Regions from separate parts of the Mus musculus genome. Here region 1 is linked to region 2. Evidence: chromatin contacts called from public Hi-C data. All regions are on one chromosome and are shown on one strand. Each heading gives the region's core, a stretch centred on a gene start, on an enhancer-like site or on the middle of the called end of the contact. The rest is flanking DNA. Distances are from core to core; before and after follow the strand shown. Region 1 overlaps Defb48 (defensin beta 48). Region 2 overlaps Wdfy2 (WD repeat and FYVE domain containing 2).

Evidence for each region. A called contact is a pair of places that touch in the nucleus more often than the background predicts.
Region 1: a Hi-C map of the C2C12 cell line shows a contact between it and region 2, with 2.3 times the contacts expected there. The contact joins two enhancer-like sites. A contact is called at or near these places in 1 of 39 promoter capture datasets (macrophages), 1 of 15 datasets of contacts at CTCF or cohesin (pro-B cells), 22 of 484 Hi-C or Micro-C datasets (the Ba/F3 cell line, the C2C12 cell line, CD4 T cells and 14 more), 2 of 115 datasets of contacts at active chromatin or transcription factors (embryonic stem cells and neural progenitor cells) and 1 of 9 other capture datasets (adipose tissue).

Annotation. Positions count from the first base shown.
Region 1 is chr14:62,978,384-62,981,651 of GRCm38.p6, forward strand. The region is part of intron 1 of Defb48 (defensin beta 48); the gene reads right to left. Among named protein-coding and RNA genes, the nearest start is that of Defb48, 4.5 kb to the right of the region's middle. Within about 2 kb of position 1,563, at least 7 of the 459 cell types and tissues checked have an H3K27ac peak or open chromatin away from gene starts, as enhancers often do. A contact at or near this core is called in the C2C12 cell line, where this site is marked.
Region 2 is chr14:62,891,647-62,894,818 of GRCm38.p6, forward strand. The region is part of intron 2 of Wdfy2 (WD repeat and FYVE domain containing 2); the gene reads left to right. Among named protein-coding and RNA genes, the nearest start is that of Mir6541, 28 kb to the left of the region's middle. Within about 2 kb of position 1,450, at least 55 of the 459 cell types and tissues checked have an H3K27ac peak or open chromatin away from gene starts, as enhancers often do. A contact at or near this core is called in the C2C12 cell line, where this site is marked.

The sequences.
Region 1 (3,268 bases), core at 313-2,812, 87 kb after region 2:
GTGATTTAAAACGTGGCAAACATTTTGAACAAAATCATATAGTGATGAGTCAGGTATACCCTGAAGGATGGAATCGAGAGGATCAGCAGAGACTGCTTTCTGAGGTCATGAAAACAATAAGAAAATGCCCAAGGAAGAGTACTGTGGATACACAGGACACTGAAGGCTAAGTCCCCAGACTAAGTGATTTCAAAAAAGACTTGGATGGATGGGTGGATGGATGGGTGGATGGGTGGATGGGTGGGTGGGTGGGTGGGTGGGTGGATGGATGGATGGGTGGGTGGGTGGATGGATGGATGGATGGATGGATGGGTGGGTGGGTGGGTGGATGGATGGATGGATGGATGGATGGATGGATGGATGGATGGATGGATTGATGGATGGATGGGTAGGTGGGTGGATGGGTGGGTGGATGGGTGGGTGGATGGGTAGATGGGTGGATGGGTGGATGGATGGGTGGGTGGGTGGGTGGACGGGTGGATGGAACATGTCAGAAAAAGTCATGTAATATTAAAAATAGTATCCACCTAGTACCAGGCTTACAGGCCACTGTAAGGGTGAAGAGTCACATCTCTGATGTTGTGGTTGCCTTATTGCATCTCCCCTCATGATGCATACAGCAACTGTCTTCTTGATATTTGCTGTTACCATTTTTAATTACCTTCTTTTCCTCTTTCCCTTTTGATGGGGCAGAATCAAATTTCCATGGGAAAACATTGTAGGGGTAGTCTACGCTTAACTAGTAATTCTATTTTATTTTTTTAATTGATCTATACATATAGTTGTTGTATATGATTATACATATATGTATATGATTAGTTCATATTGTGGAATAACCGTGCTTCCATTGGGTGAGGCTGTCTATGTGACTGAGCCTGTAATGCTGATATTCACTGAGAGAATTTGGCTCCAGATCTAGGGTCTAAGTTAACTCCATATAGCAGTGACTCTAGATTTTGACTTTGATGCAGACTTTGACTCTAGGAACTAGTGCATGAGTGACTTCATTATAGTGGCTGATTTGGTAATTGGTGCATGGGCATGCTCAGAAAACTATTAGTGCATGGCTGCTTGTGAAGTAGCTCAATATACAAATGGTTCAGAATTCAAGGAGTGAGTGGGGTTGTAAGAAAGGGAGTGGGTCCTGATATTGGGTCCACTTGGTATGTTTGTATCATTGGTGCTCAAAGTGATGATCCTGGCTAGGAGAGTTGGTAGCTCCAGTCCTGGTGTGAAACAGCAGTGTCTACTTCTATGTAGAGCTGAGTAAGGTGAGCCTCGTCTCTCTGTTTCCATCCCCCTGGGAGGGCTGGTTATTGGTTACCCCAATGGCAAACATCTGACTGTCCTCTGCAGAGCCTGCTGCTTGAACACCGTGAGCATGGTCGATACCGTAACTTCTGTCTTTCCTCTTTGTTCGTAGTCATCCCTGGTGGTTTGGAATACTAATCTCACAGACACCCTTTTTGTGTTTAATCAGATTTTCTTTTCCGTTTGCCCCACTGTGCTCCTAGGCATTCTCAGAGGGCCCTTGAGCCCTCACAGGAGAATTTGGTTAAGCAATTGTGTGTGAGTGGGACAGAAGCCAGTATCTTACTCTCTATCTTGGACTCACTCTTTCAAGCTTAGAAAAAAGCAGAAGTTGTGTTTTCTTTCCCTATTTAGTCCTGCACTATCTATTTCAGTGGTTAAGTGCATCTTAGTCATAGGCTACCAGTTTTCTGTGTGTGTGCTTCATGTTGGGAGTGTTATAAAAAACACAACATGAAAACAGCATAGATGATGGAAAGAATGGGCCTGTGTGAAGAATATAAACTACAGATGAAAATGTTGACAAGACAAAATGTTAATAACTAATTATATATTGGTGACAGGAGAATTTGTGAAGGAAGAGACATATTTAAATTGTTTACCCAGAAGGCAGTAGTACTAAACCAAAAGCCTGACATAACTATAATAAATCACAAAGGAAAGCATAAGGGGACCAATGTTTGCAGAGATTTCATAGTAAAGTCATGTAAAGAATAAGCCCAGTAAATCAAGAAGAGTCCTTTAGAAGGTGCTTTACAAAATGTCAATTAATTATGAACTTTAAAACCAATATAAGATAGCAACTTTGAGACATAATTGTTTTGTTTTGTTTTTTTGTTTTTCAAGATGGGTTTCTCTGTGTAGCCCTGGATGTCCTGGAACTCACTCTGTAGACCAGGCTGGCCTCGAATTCACAGAGATCCACCTACCTCTGCCTCCTGAGTGCTGTGATTAAAGGTGTGTGCCACCAGGCTAGGCTCTGAGACATAATGTATAATGAAATAATTTATATCACTGTCACAGCAAAGAATGAAAGTGAATGAAAATATGCTTGTAAAAACGTCAATAAAATATCTATTGTGATAGAATTGGGTTCTCAGTAATGCCACCTTCCAAGAAAAGAATTAAGTGGGACCTGGAAAGGTGGATCTGCATTCAGAGAACTGACTGCTCTTCCCAAGGACCTGGATTAGGTTCCCAGCACCCACATGGTGGCTCACAACCATCTGTAATGTAACTCCAGCTCCAAAATATTCGATGTCCTATTCTGGCCTCCATGAACACTGTGTCCACATGGTGTTCATACATACAGTCAGGCAAAACACCCAGACATATAAAATAAAAACAATTAAACTTTTAATAAAATTGAAACGTTTCATCAAGAGAGAAAATCCTAAAGAATAGTATTTGTGGAGAAAACAATGTAGTTGGGATGGACTTCAGAGCCAAGTTAAAATTCTGTGATAATACCATTGAACTAATTATATTATTGAGGGTTCTCCAACATTTGTAGATCTGGAAAGTACAGAAATAAATGTGACTCCACTGTATGCTTGGGCCAGGGTGTGTCACTATTGGAGAAGAGGCCTTGTTGGAAGTGTCACTGTGGGCTTTAATACCTTAGTCTACCTGCCTGCAAGTGAGTATTCTGCTAGCAGTCTTCAGATGAAGATGTAGAACTCTTAGCTCTACAGCACCATGACTGCCTGAATACTGCCATGCTTCCTGTCTTGATGATAATAGACTGAATCTCTGACATGTAAGCCAGCCACAATTAAATGTTGTCCTTATAAGATTTGCATTGGTCATGGTATCTGTTCACAGCAGTAGAACCCTAACTAAGACAGGATATAAAACGTTACAAAAAGCACTTGACAGATATGAGAAGAGTGCCCTAAACTTCAAACAAACATCTGAAGGTAGAGTGATTTTTTTAAAGATTTATTTATTATTATAT
Region 2 (3,172 bases), core at 200-2,699:
ATGGTGGAGTCTGTCTGTCTTAGGGCTTTACAGATGTGAACAGACACCGTGACCAAGGCAACTCTTATAAAGAACAACATTTAATTGGGGCTGGCTTGCAGGTTCAGAGGTTCAGTCCATTATCATCAAGGCAGGAACATGGCAGCATCCAGGCAGGTATGATATAGGAGATACTGAGAGTTCTACATCTTCATCTGCAAGCTGCTAGCAGAATACTGGCTTCCAGGCAGCTAGGGTGAGGGTCTTAAAGCCCACACCCACAGTGATACACCTACAACCCACAAGGCTACATCTACTCCAACAGGACCACACCTTCTACTAGTGCCACTCCCCGGGCTGAACATATACAAACCATGACAGACACTAATAATAGATATGATTTCCCTAAGAGCATCATCAGCTCTGTTTCTGTAATAGTGGCATATTGGCTTTGAGGAGTAAGACTGTTAGGTATTTGTACAGTCTTCTACTGGGAATTAAGACAGACCTACTTTTATCCTCAGACAGTTTTCAGCATCCCCTGAACAGTAATTGGAATTGTGCTATTGGATTCTGCACAAAGCAACTGGGTCAGAATCTTTGTTTTAGTAAAATCTCTAGATGATTTCAGTATGCATTAAAGTTAGAATATGGTCTTCTAATGTGTTGTTAAGCAATATATACATGTTTAAATGAACCCAGTGAAGCCTTATGCAAATACTGTATTGATTTAAAATATGTAAATATAAGCCACTTTGTTAGTCAAATATTTATGACATGTCTAGTATACCTTGGCCACTGATGTAAGTGCCAAGGATGTGCAGATGAAGAGGATTCATAGGGCAAGGCGATTTCTGAAATGTTTTATTCTTAGATGCTTTCAGTACGGCACACAGGTTAAGGGGGGGCGGGCATGTGTACGTCCTTCATAGTTGTCAGTAATGAAACCTACTACATTACATGCGTACTTTCATCTTGAGTCTTTAAAAAATAAATAAATAAACGAGATTACTCAGTGCTGTCCCTAACTAATGTTTTTGTGGCATTGGTTACACAATAAGTGAAAATGAAAGAGAATCAAGTGAATGGCTACAAACTGTGTGCTACAGGCATTTATGACCATGTTCTGTGTTTATATGAGAAGTAGTATTCCAAATGCAGAAGGTGGCTTTTTGACTTGGTCCTCTAGAATAGTCATTACAATATAGTCATTGTTGTGTTTGGCAAGAGAATAGATATTCTGTATCTTTAATAAGAAGTTGAAGCTTAACACAGGGGACCAGGCGGGAGGCTCTGGGTGAGAAGAGTGGTGAGGCCTGAGCTTGGTGCTGGGTACCCAGCAAGGCAGTGTGTGAAATGCCGAGTGACCTAGAGAAGTGACACGCAGGAGAACAGTGAACAGCAGATGCACTGTTATAAATCCCAGGCACTGTCCATGCTAGAGTTCCTAGTCCTGTTCTAAGCTATCCACCCAGTCAACTGAAGGAAGGACGCCAAGAGGATCCAGCCTTGTGTAAATAAGGTGGTTTCCCCACCCCACCTCCGCCCAATCTGGCTTTCCCAGGAATTTGGCACTTTGACTAGGAAATTGTGGTCTTGGTCCTGTTCCGAACCCAAAACTGGCAGCATTAAACCCAAGAGCATCTAGACATTTGTGCATGAAGATGCAGTAGGAGCTGAAAGCAGAAAAGGATGAGCCAGGCAGAGTGAGGAGAGAGGAAGCCGTGTGATAATGCTGGGAGGGAGGCTCCCTCCTTCATCCCCCTAGGCCAGTCAGAATCCTGGCAGGCTCAGGCTGCTGGCCTTCTAGGGGCACCCACATGAGCTCACACTAACCTAGCTCTAGCTACAAGTATGTGGCAAGCCTTGGGGCTCGTAGAATACTTCCCTTCCTGCCTGTCACACTCTCCTGGACCTCTGTGACCTTTAAATAGAAGGGCAGACTCATGGCCTATAGTGTTACATGTTTCCATGGACATGGTCTGATAGGAGGGAGGCCATGTAGATATGGAGAATAGAAAAGAGTTGTTTATCCTCCTTCCCCTTTAGTTTCTTTGGACACGTTGTCCACCAGATGTTAACGTTTCTTCTGGCCACGTGCAATGTCCAGAGGATGTGGAGGTACAATACAGCAGTTGGTTTCTGCAGTCATGATGCTCACACTGTGTGAAGAAGGCAGGTCCTAGGTAAGCACTCTCCCAATTCATTGAGTGTGGGGAATTGCAGGCTGGTCTCCAGTTGAGCTGAGGTCTGAACCCCGATGGTCATAATTCACCTACATGACACAGTAGGCGTTCCCTCATGCTCCTGGAACTCTGGCCCCTGCCTAAGGTACCACCTCCCACAGTCCCCACAAGAGAAGCATGGTCAGTAGTCATGTAAACAATGGCTCAAACTTCTGACCTTCAGGCTAAACTCCTCCCCAGTTACCTAGCAACAGTGAAGACCATAAAAAGGGGTGCTCAGCCTGCACATCACTCTCTTAGTCCTTTGTCCTCTCATCTCTCACTTCTCTCACCTCTTCCCTTTCTCTTTGTCTTCCTCTCTCCTCTCCTCTCCTCTCCTCTCCTCTCCTCTCCTCTCCTCTCCTCTCCTCTCCTCTCCTATCCTCTCCTCTCCTCTCCTCTCCTCTCCTCTCCTCTCCTCTCCTCTCTTCTTCTCTCTTTCTCGCTAGACTTTCCTCTTCCTTCCTTCCCCCCTCTCTTTCTCTTTCTTTTCTACCTTCTCTCTTTCCCCCTGCATTTCTATAATAAAGCTCTTAAACCATAGAGTGTCTCTGCACCTTCTAGAACCGCTGCGCCACTCTCGCCAGTGTTGGGAACTCCTTCCCTCATCCCTCTCTCCTACAACCCTGGGGCTTTAGCAAGGTAGCTCTGGGGTCCCTGGTCGGGGCTACCCCTTTTCCACCCCCCCACCCCCCCACCCCACTGCGTGGGCCAGGCATGCTCACCTGGGGCCTAGTGGAAAAGTGTCCGGCAGCTCTGCCTGTGTCTGCCTGCCCAGAGCACAGGAACTCTGGCTGGATGTTAGGCCCCTTTACCTCCCCCACTTCTCCCTGGGCCTCCCTAGGGTCCCCCTTTATTTTTGTTCCCAACAATTGAGGACTATAGCAGAAGTACTGCATAAGGGCCTGGTCCCTGGTGTTCCCAGAAGAGCGTTTACTTAAACTGTTTTCAACAGAATGCTTGCATAT